2 separate regions of the Zea mays genome follow, and region 1 is linked to region 2. The links are chromatin contacts, called in public Hi-C maps. All regions are on one chromosome and are shown on one strand. The core of a region is the stretch at or near the end of the contact, and the rest is flanking DNA. Distances in the headings are between cores, read along the strand shown. Region 1 holds the start of LOC100216974. Region 2 overlaps LOC100275748.

Evidence for each region. A called contact is a pair of places that touch in the nucleus more often than the background predicts.
Region 1: a contact with region 2 is called in a Hi-C map of ear, with 1.9 times the contacts expected there. The contact joins the promoter of LOC100216974 here to the enhancer-like site in region 2. A contact is called at or near these places in 2 of 25 Hi-C or Micro-C datasets (ear and tassel).

Annotation. Positions count from the first base shown.
Region 1 is chr1:236,554,349-236,560,215 of Zm-B73-REFERENCE-NAM-5.0, reverse strand. It overlaps LOC100216974, which reads left to right and starts at 4,182. Exons shown (of 8, transcript NM_001317379.1): 1 at 4,182-4,479. It overlaps LOC100286228 (mitochondrial import inner membrane translocase subunit TIM16), which reads left to right. Exons shown (of 4, transcript NM_001159116.2): 3 at 2,388-2,518; 4 at 2,612-2,984. The coding sequence ends at 2,740.
Region 2 is chr1:235,865,981-235,871,229 of Zm-B73-REFERENCE-NAM-5.0, reverse strand. It overlaps LOC100275748, which reads right to left. Exons shown (of 3, transcript NM_001353771.1): 3 at 3,776-4,174. The coding sequence ends at 4,061. Among protein-coding and RNA genes, the nearest start is that of LOC100275748, 4.0 kb to the right of the region's middle. Within about 2 kb of position 2,364, at least 18 of the 20 cell types and tissues checked have an H3K27ac peak or open chromatin away from gene starts, as enhancers often do. A contact at or near this core is called in ear and tassel, where this site is marked.

The DNA.
Region 1 (5,867 bases), core at 2,933-5,432, 690 kb before region 2:
ATTCTATCAAATTGAACTATATCTGTCCAAAGAAAAATAAATTTCATGAGAGCTTTGTTTGCTCGACTTGAAGAAATCCCGAGAATGAAGTCACCATATATACTATAAATTTTTCGTATGCACTGCTTAAAATAATCCTCTGATTGCTTCCGGTTTCATTTGCTTACATTTCATTGTTGTCTATTGAATGCTTTATCTTCTCTCTGGACAAATGTTAGTTCATTGGCTTAGAACCATGCAGATTATACATTAAATGATGTGGTTTCTAGAGAAAAAGGATAATAGGAAGATGTTAGACTGTTATGTGACTCGGGCCTAGAGCCTGGCCCAAGAGGTATTAATGTATTAGGGTTGTAACCCTAGATTATGTAACCCTAGACTGTATTGTAGTGATATTCAATTCATTCTTTTTTTCCCTTTCATGGTATCAAGGAGCCTTCTAGTCGTCGTTGCCACCATTGCCGGCGTGTCGCCTCCATCTCCCTCTGGCTGACACAGTACCCAAGCGTGCACCGCCGCCGCCACGGGCGCGGTTGAGGCGCGTGCTGCTGCTGTCGTGGACATTGCCCTAGCCGCTGTAGCCGTGGGCGTGGGCACAACGGGCCTATGTGTGGCTTCTTTCCCCGCACACCTGCCGCACCCCCTCATGCCACTCTTCTTTGGCACAATGGTGCCCTGCCCAGCGCTGTTGCGGGCCGCTATCCCCTCGACAACATTGTTGGGTTGTAGAATGACGGCCACGCCGGGTCGTCACCCCGACCGGAGGGACCACCCCAGGTGGAGTCGCCACTCCCGTGGCCGCCCTTGTGGGAACGACGACCTCCGTCGGCGGTTGGAGCTGGACGAGGGGCCGCATGGACGGTGGGGGAGGGCGGGTAGGAGCCCCGGTGAACGAAGGGATAGGGGCCTGGCTCCCCGAGGGCGCCTGACCATCGGTAGGCGCGATAGAGGGCCGGGGCAGGAGCGGGTGTCTCAGTCTCTGTGGCGAGCTCCTCGAGGAGAAACTTGTTGCGGACGACGTGGAAGGTGAGGAAGGGCATGATCCTCTTGATGAGAGCCTTCAGGTGGCCATAGCGGGGGTTGAGGCCACACAGAGGGAGTCCGCCATGCCCTTCATTTGGCGGTAGTACTCACTCATGGAGAGGTCCCCCTGAGAGAATAGGTGAAACTGCGCGTCGAGGTGGAGTCCCGGAGCCTCCCGGTTCCCGAGGAACTGCTCCTCGAGGGTGATCCACGCCTGGCGAGCGGTGGTCTCCTGGTCGCGGACGATGTCCTAGAGCTCGACGATGATGGTGCCGTTAAGCCACGAGAGGACCACGTTGTCCATCTGGTACCAAGATGGGGACAGCGGGGCGACAGTCGAGAAGGAGCCCGCGGCGTGGAGGAGGTCGGGCACGAGGTCGGGGAGAAGAGCGGCGGCGGCCGTGTCTGTGCTACGCTGCGCATGTCGCCCCCTGAGACCGTGCCTGCAGTGCCCAAGGCGGTCGCGCTTGCATAGCCGAGGGCGGCGTCACGCCCGCCAATGGACGGGGCGACAGGGGAGGCGCTGAGAACGGTGGATCCATAGGGGAAGTGAGCCGTCGGGGAAGGTGGTCTATGGGAGAAGCTGGCTAGCGGGAGAGGAGGGGTGCCGATGGCTGGGGGGAGGTAGGAGGGGAGAGAAAAACTGAAATTATGGAACCTAGCTCTATACCATGTAGGAAACCCTAACCCTAACCCTGGGTTGGGACTTGTATTAATAGACGAAGTGAAGTTGGGCCTGGCCCATTACACAAGGGTGAGAAGGTAATTACAAGGGGCTAACTCCAAAACCCTAGAAGAGGTTCTAACATTGCCCGCTCCGCCCTTGTTGCTACCATCGCCGCAACCAAGTCTGCCGTTGTGGTTGCTCGGGAATGCGAGTGGGCTGCTACTCTCGCCTGGGAGCAAGAACGTGCCACTGCTGATGCTCTTGCTCGATAGCTTGTGGAGGATGAGCAACAACTTGGGGATGCTGTAGTCGCTGATTCCTTCCTCGAGTATGATTGGTTTTCCTAATGTACGAAGTTGCTATCATCGCTAACCTTCATACTCAAGCGGTCAGTGTCCAGAACATTTGGTTGTTGGTTCCGTCTTCCAGCTACGCCCGCTGGCGTGACCTTGTCCACCTTTTCTTGGATAAAGCGATTCCTCGAATCAAACACCCCCTTAGTGGTTAGATTGGCTCTGCGGCATGAAACATTGTATGAAGTGGTTTTCATTGTCATCTTGCTATCGCACTGATGCTTTGATTGCTTTCCACGCACTGAGTCAACAACAGGCGGATAGTACCTTCTGAATGATATTTTTTGCTATTCATTTAATTGCTACATGCACCTCCTTATATTGTTACCTCCTACCTCTGCCAGATGCAAATAAAACTGGTGTGGCCCATGAGGCAATAAACAATATTCGTAGAGCAAGCAAAACAATGACCGAACAGGAAGCGAGGCAGATACTGGGTGTCTCAGAGAATTCGACGTGGGAAGAGATCGTACAGGTCTGCCCTTCTGTCCCGTTTCTCATTTGACGTGCTTTTATTCGGGTGCACGGTTCTCACTTCAATTCGAACATACAACTATGTGTTATGCAGCGATACGATAACTTGTTTGAAAGGAACGGCAAATCTGGGAGCTTTTACCTCCAATCGAAGGTTCACCGGGCCAAGGAGTGCCTAGAAACAGTGTACCAAAAGAACAAACAAGATGAGCCTCCTAACTGAAATCCCGCCCCTTGAGTCTGCTGTTGACATTCTTTTCCCCCTCATAAGAGAACTGTACATACCAACAACGGTCGCTGCTGTTGTACCAGTAGTATGCAATGCGGAACCAATAAGCTTTGTGTGCAGCGACTGAAACTCCTACATGTGTAAGACTGATCAGTAAGGTCTCACTGGGCTCTGGCTCGGTGGCGCTTACAACTTTGTTATTTTGCCATATGATGATTGTGCCAAACCATTATTCTTGATACTACCTGCATTGATGTGAAATCCATAATTTTTACTCTCTCCGTCCTAAAATATGATTTATTTTAGCTCTTGATGTTTATGTCTATACTCAAATAGATGATGATGAATGTAGAAATATATAAAATATATAAATCAAGCATTATGGAGCTATTAGTTGTATTATGAATCTATTAATTGTATTACGAATCTATTAATTATTTAAAACGAATTTTAATTGGCGACGGAGGGAGAACTTTTCGAATTTTTGATTGAGGGTGTCGGATGGAGACATATTGGAGGGGATGTAGGTTCGGCTTGCGTGTTGGAAACATTTGCTGTCCTTGCTGTTAGGCTGCCAAACGGGCATGTCCTCGTTTGTGAGGAAATAATGGTGGTCAGCCTATCAATCCGGCGAAGAATTCTGCATGATTCCAAAATGTTTGGTACTGGTTCCAGTGTCCGGCTGACCAATTGCGCTGTTACATTTCATTTTACGAGACTCGGCAGCAGGTTCAAAATCGTTTTTCTTATACAGCTACTAGTATATCTTTAGCCTAGGCCCAAGGGTGGTGGTCAGTCCTCAGCTGATGCTCGCTGGTCCACTGAAGCCTGATAGTGATAGCTGGTTGTGTGCGGTGTGCCCCCTTCGGATCACCAATCGTGTTTCTGTTCCAGTTCAACCGTGCAGAAAATTCAGTATCAGTCGTTTTCATCCAGCGATGTTACTGCGAGGTACGAACAGAAGGAGAAGTCCTTCATTCCCTTTCCATTTGACGGGATCGCTGGAACGGACCCCGCCGTGTTCGTGCATCGCGCTTGTCAGGATGCTATTGGTGGGCCGGGCTGCAGTGCAAGGTTGGATAGCAGCGTACGCGTCCCTAATTAAAACAGCAGCTGGGGCCTTTGGGGTGAGGCAGCCGAGGTGTCCAAGTGCAAGTGATACGAGTACGATACGTATAATCATTATCATTATCAAGTAGGGGTTACATATATCGGACGATAAATGTACGTATCCCGGGAATACACAAACACACACAGTCCAGGTAGGGCCCATGTATCAGAGAGTAGGACTAGGGACTTGTGTACACTGGTCTGGATGGAATCATACCGTGGCCCTCGTGGCCTCGTGGGTGGGACACCACACGTCCTACACTGCGAGCGCGAGGCAAGAGGAGGGGGAGAAGGCGACGCGGCGCGATCATGCGAGCGACGGCGGGCGTTTGAGCTGTTCGCCACCTACCCCTCCCTCCTTCCTTTCATTTTTCTGGAAGACTTCTTCGGCCTCACGCATCTCCTCCTCCAATCCAATTCACAAACACACACGGGCAATCAATTAGCAGAACCCGCGCCACCCCCCTTCCTCGGAGTCGGAGCGAGTCGAGGAACGGCTCGTCTGCCTCTCCCGTTCTCCTTCCTCTCCTCCCCAGAAGATCCGATCCATCATCGAGGACTCGCCGGGAAGAATCAAGGATATATAGATAATATACAAACAAAGGTTCCTCCAGAGCCCAGAGGTGCGTACGATTCCCCCCCACCCCCGATCGCTCGCTGGCTTACCTCTATCTGTTGTTCGTCCCATTCATTCGTCGTCGATGCGATACGTTTGGCCGCTTGTCTACTTTGATTGATCGTTGAGAACCGGGATCCTTTTTTTTTCCTTCTCGGGGGGTAAACAGGATCAGGAAATTCAGGATTCCGTTGGTGCGTGCGTGCGTGTGTTCGAGTCGTTGTGCACACACACACACACCAGGAAAATCTCCGCAGGCCGCAACATCTTGTCCGCCCCCATTTCACCTTCGTCTCCAAACTGGAGACGGGCCGCCGCCGTACGTCCGTCGCCTTCAGTTTTACGGGCTCTTGTTTCCGACGATCGACGCGCAGGAGCTCGGGCCCCCGCCCGTTTTTCGAGAACACGTTGCCAATTTTAGAGAAGGCGCGTGCGCATTCTTGTGCGTCGCATGTTTTCCGGAGCGTGCGCATCCGTGTGTTGCGTGCTGGAGACTGGAGAGCAAGTGGTGTTAAGGAGTAGTACAGAATTAGCAACGCGGAGGAGTTGGTGGCCGAAATGGCTCCTCACGTATGAACTAGGTCAGGCTGATATACTATTAGTTACAGAATAATCTTAATCTTGGTTAGAAGTTAGAACCCACCTTAGACAGACAGGGGTGGCTTTCTGAATAGACAGGCATGCAATAGATGTTGCCAAGCTGGTAGTCGTAAGCGTCACTGTTGCCAAGCTGGTAGTCAAACCAACCGAAGGGACTCAGCACAAGCACTGCCTAGTGCATAATCCGACGTGGCAGCGCTGCACTGGCCTGACTGAGGAGGAGCCCCTTTGTTCGCCTCTGTGCGTCTGCGCAAATTCCTCACCACGTCATCGCGTGCGTGGCGCCGGTGTTTGGTTTAGGTAATCTAGTAATAAAAGGGATTGAAATGGATTGATATGTATTGTGATAGTTTTTTGATTTATTAGGAATTTATACACTCTCCAATCCCTCCAAACCATTTCAATACTAAAGTAACCAAAGTTTAGTTTGTGACTTCGTGTCATATCAAATATTTGAATATCAATTATGAGTATTAAATATCGACTTAATTAGGTTTAATAAATTTCTATCGTCTTTTAGTCCTTATCTATGAATTTAGTTTTATAATTAGACTATATTTAATATATGTAATTATTATTAAAACATTTGATATGCTGGGTGAAACCAAACGTCAGATGCGAAGGAAAAAAAGAAAACATCTCCCGTCCCCACCAGTCATCCTGCTTTGTGAACAGTACTCTGTTCTTTCTCCACATCCTGCGCTGGGAGGGGGACACTAGTCATGGCCACTGTTTTGAGTTGTGTGGCCCGACAGTCAGTCAGTCCCGGAGTTCCGCTGCCATGCATTTGGAAAT
Region 2 (5,249 bases), core at 1,115-3,614:
CAAGATTTGATATCCTGATCTAACTGACTCACAGTAGCATCACATATCATTATGATAAGAGTGTCAAATCTTAAAATACTTATAAATTAGGTTGTTCATAGTGAGCAGCGCTATCGCATACAGCACCGCAGATAGAGTGGAATATGCAGTAGAAAGTTACTGCAACGGTGCAACCATGTACTCATTCAACAACTATAAACTAAGGGAGACCACCACCAACGTTATTTTTATTTTTTAGAGTGTATACCCGGCCTACTACAAACAAGGGAGGCCCACCTGCATAGCAATACAACAGCATGATGCAGTTGAGTGTGAGATGAAATAGGATTGAAAAAATAATATAATATATGGTGGTTGGTATAGAGTTGAGATTTAGAGTAAACATGACTACGTAGGATTGTAGTATAGAGTAAATAATTTTGATGACAAGGCCAAAATATTTTTTTTGGTAGAAACTTAGAGCATATGAGTATATATAGCCTAAATCATGAATGTGACATCCTTGTTCTTCATGTCCATCCTGTTTGATAAAGTGAAGAACTTTAGGGAAGTGTTTGGTTCCACCCAACTAAAGTTTAGTGGCTATCACATTGAATGTTTAAATAATAATTACTGATACTAAATATAATCTAATTATAAAACTAATTACATAAATAAAGACCAAAAGACAAGACGAATTTATTAAACCTAATAAACCTATATTTAATACTCATAATTTATAGTTAAATGTTTGGTGTGATACAAAACTAAACTTTAAAAACAGTGGAACAGTAGCCAACACTTAGAAAGATTCATAGTAATATAGTATCTTCGTGTTTCTGAAGTGTTGCTGCAATGCTGCTGGCTGCTAGACAGCCCTTGCTCTGCTGCGCTGCAAGTTTGCAATGTTCCTCCCGGGATGCGCCCCCCGCGGCTTTGCCTGGAAAAAGATAGAGGAGTAAAGGCGACGCAACGTGGGGCATGGCTGCATGCCACGCCTGTTCAATTGCTCGAGGCGGCTGCGGCGATGGCGGGCGCTCTTCGAATCGATTGGTTTGGCACGGCAGACGGCGGTGCGCGAACGCGCGCGCGGCTTTGCTCTCCTGCGCAGCGCAGGTAGGCAGGCAGGCAGCAATCATGCGCGGTGTGTTGGCGCGGCAGGGCGGCATGGCCGGATGGGCCAAGGAGTAGTGCTGGCGTATATGGTTCCTGTTGATTTTGTAGGTCGAGAATGAACTACTGTGTGAGTTACTTCTAATCATAATTCATAGGTATTTCACAATTCCTGCACCAAAACAAACACTTTGCTTTGCTCATTCATTCCCTCTGTGGCAAAGAATGTTTCCATCATCAATATACTGAAAGCGAACATATAAAAGGTACTAACCAAAAAGTTGCTTCAAAGGCATGCTTTTAAAGAAAATAACAAACTAACGGTGTCTCTGAAGCACATGTCGGACTGACTATGATTGATCCCTTAACTAGTCTGAAACTCTGAATAAACAAGATTTTTTTTTATGAAGTAGAATAATTATCAAGAGTACAAGACTGACCAAGGATGTGTCTCACTGTCCCTGTCGCAGCGCTCCTCCACTCCGTATGGTCATCTTCTGCCTGCACTGCGCCTGGAGCTAAAAGCTCCTGTAAAAACATCATGCCGTCTCTTCACACCTTGCCATCATTGTTTCGCTTGCCACTACGAGAGCTGAAGTAGAAGCAAAGCCTCACGCACCGTACCGTACCTTTGTTTGCTTGCTTGCTAGCTAGCTAGCTGCTACGGCCTCTATATAAGCGCAAAGAATTCAAGCGCTCACACTAACCGGAGCCATGGCAAAGACCGCCGCAATGCCGGCAGCGGTGGCGGTGATCGCTCTCCTGCTTATTACGACTCTACCCGTCGGGCGCGGCGAGGAGAGGAGGCCCACCGCGGCGCACCCGCACGGGCTCCCCTTCGAGAGCCCGCTCGCGCTGTCTCCGGCCGCTTACGACTTCTTCCACCCCAGCGCGCGCGCCCGTCGAGATCGCGGCGTCGCCCCGGCGCCGGCGCCGGCGCTCGCGCCTCGCGGGCAGCAGCAGCAGCTGAGAGAGTCCGCGGTCCGAGGAGGAACATCGTCGGCAAGCGTGGCCAAGGCCGACCGGGAAGAAGGGGGCGTGGCGCCCGTGGATACGCACGGGCGCCACGGCCACAAGGTGGCGGGCGTGTTCGTCGGCGCGGCAGCGGCCGCGCTGGTGGCTATCGGCGTTGCGTACGCCGTGGTGCGGCGCCGGGTCGTGGCGGCGCGCGGTGGCGCGGGCACGGGCGCGGGCGCGCCCAAGTCGAACGCCTAGCGTAGTGTGCTGGTAGCCTGGTAGCTTCAGGGCTGGTTTGCGACGTGTGTCGTGTGTGGTAGCTGTAGGTGGGCTCAGATAGTTGGGCCGGGCTGTTTGTATAAATATGGAATGCAAGGTGCTCTTTGTTTGGGTCTACCGGAAATTATCCAGATGCAAGATGCTGCCGAGCGGGGGAGGGCGCTATCCTTTTTGGAGAGTCAGCCAGTCCCAGTCAAGACTCTGCAATTTGGACATCACTTTTCCATAGATAGAAGTGGCACCGTTGACCTTCCTCGAGCTTGCTTTGAGTTCAAGTCCATGTTGCACAGACCAACACACACCACCACCGTCCAGGCTAGAATCGCTTCTGGTCTCTCCCGGTGCACAGACCAAAGTACCTCTCGCTTTGGTTTGGCCTCTCTATAGATGGCCAAAAAGCACGAGGCCCGTGAGCCCGGCACGAAGCCCGCTTTTTGGGCCCGGTCCGAACCCGGCACGGTAGAATAAGCGGGCGGGCTTGGACAGGAAACTAGGCACGGCGGGCTAGCCCGGCACGGCCCGTTTACCTCTAAGCCCGTTAAGCCCGGTTTTTTTACACTAAAACGTACTTACCGGCCCGTTTAGCCCGCTTTTCGGCCCGTTTTTTCGTGCTAAACGGGCCGGCCCGGCCCGTTTAGGCCCACTGCAGGCCGGGCTTGGACAGAAAATTAAGCCCGCTGGCACAGCAGGCCCGGCCCGGTTTTTGGCCGGGCTTCACCGGGCCCGGGCCGGGCCGGGCCGGGCGGCCCGTTTGGCCATCTCTAGGCCTCTCTCTTCACTTTCATTTTCAGCATCACACATTCACAATGGCCGTCGTTCGCCTCCATGAGTGCGCCAAAAAACTACTCCGTAGGTTGGCAGGTCGCATGGCTTCATGCTGCTCAAGGAGACGAAGACGGTCGGTTCCTCTGCGGACAGCAGAAAGATAGCAGCTTCAGGTCGGTCACCCTAAAGTTTTAATGGTCTCCACAAGCTCATGACAAACTCAAGGCAAATTGACTAGTGGATGAGACATGGTGTTTGATGAAAACGGATTACTGCAGTCTGCAGATTAATAACTTATCCAGCCCACAATGGTACTAAGGGTGTGTTTATTTTCTCCTAGATTATTTAAGTTAGATTATGGTGAAAGGATAGATTAGATATCTTATTTCAGCTTATTTATAATCCTAAAGTGATATTTTACCCTCTTATTCTTTCACCATAATCCTCCTACTCTTTCACCATAATCTAACTTAGGAGGGAAACAAACCGGGCCTAAACCTGGAGCTGAAGTCATGATGAGTAAAACTGAATCGGAGACTGAGATTATATACAGGTATAGTGAATGACAGTCTGAGACCTTAGTTAGAGATGGAAGAGCAGAACTGACACTCAGGGTGACCAGGGATGGACTGACCATTAGAGAACGACCATAGTTTCCATTGAAGTGTTGGCAACGTCAGCAAAGTAACATACATTCTTTATTACCAATACATATATGTAAAAAATAGTTAGACGAGTCCTGCCTTTCACAGGGCTACAACAATGACCTCGAAGTAACATCCACCTGCTCAGGGAAGCATCGGTAGAATCAATCAGCTCGGTTCAGAATTTCAGATAAATCGGTCATTGGAAGTATCTCTTTTTTTAAAAAAAAAAACATGTTCAATCCGGGTACAGGGAAGTATGAGCACATCAGTGGCTTGAAAAAGAGTCTTCCTCGGTTACCATGTTCAACATGGAGCTTGAATCACCACCCACGCGAACTAAGGTACACAACAAGTCGCCCAAGGGTCTCGTCCACTGCCTTGTTCCATACATGAGCCAGTTCAGTTGAGCTTCTTCGACTGGCAATTTCACCAGGCTGTGCAACAGGAAACATTATTACATCGAGGATAGATTCATCATGAGAAAGAAAGCTAACACACGTAATTAGGAAGATAAGTAAAACTTACGAAGATAACAGTTTTGATTTACTGCCACGGCTGCTGGGGTTATGAAAGGGAACGATACTACTTACTGCTCATATGTAATTATGTCCCCATAAAAAAACTTAACACAACCATGCTAATAGGCTTACCACTGTCCAGCTTCAGATTTCGACAGATTAAATACACATGTTCTACGGCCACATAACATTTTTTTTTCTACAGATCATGCTCACTGCCACAGATGTGATACTTACAGTTCATTTGGACAATTAGTTCGCTATGAATTTTGCAGTATATCAAGGTTTATCTTGATATGCAAGAAAATTGATAGGATAACAGTTCTAGACAAAGATAAAAAAAAACTGCAACATTTCTTTAGAAGGGTAACAGATAAGCATGTTGAATTTGAATAACTTGCCATGATTCCTCATTAGACAAACATGAGATAACCCTTTGACACGTGGGATGTGTCTAAACCTCTGGTAAGAGAAAATGCATGCCATAGCAGTGTCCAAGCAGTAGTTTTGGATTTCCATAACTCTATTGAGGTTTTGTTCTTTGTATCTTGTGCTGTCACTGGTTTGGGAACAAGCAGACATTAATCTCACAAGCTCCAAGCCTCCATGATTTAATTTTTAGAGCTATTATTACCAGATACAACACTAAATTCTAATCCCTTTTAGTAAAGCAGCAACAGAAAAATCATTCAAGACAATACTTATAATTCATAAAAAAATACAACAAACATCATTCAAGACAATACTTATAATTCATAAAAAAATACAACCAAACAAAGGGAAGTAGGGAACAGAGCTGTGTGCATGTCAGTATTCCTTGCTTCCCAGTCCATGGGCTTAGCTTATGTAATCATTCCCTCAGTTCATTTCTACAAGGCCTATTTTGATTGGATAAAATCGGGCCTGGTGCAACAGTAGAGCCTACTGTCTGTAACTGGAAGGTCCCTCTGCATATTATGCGGGTAAGGCTTGGCACTTAAAGATAACCTTC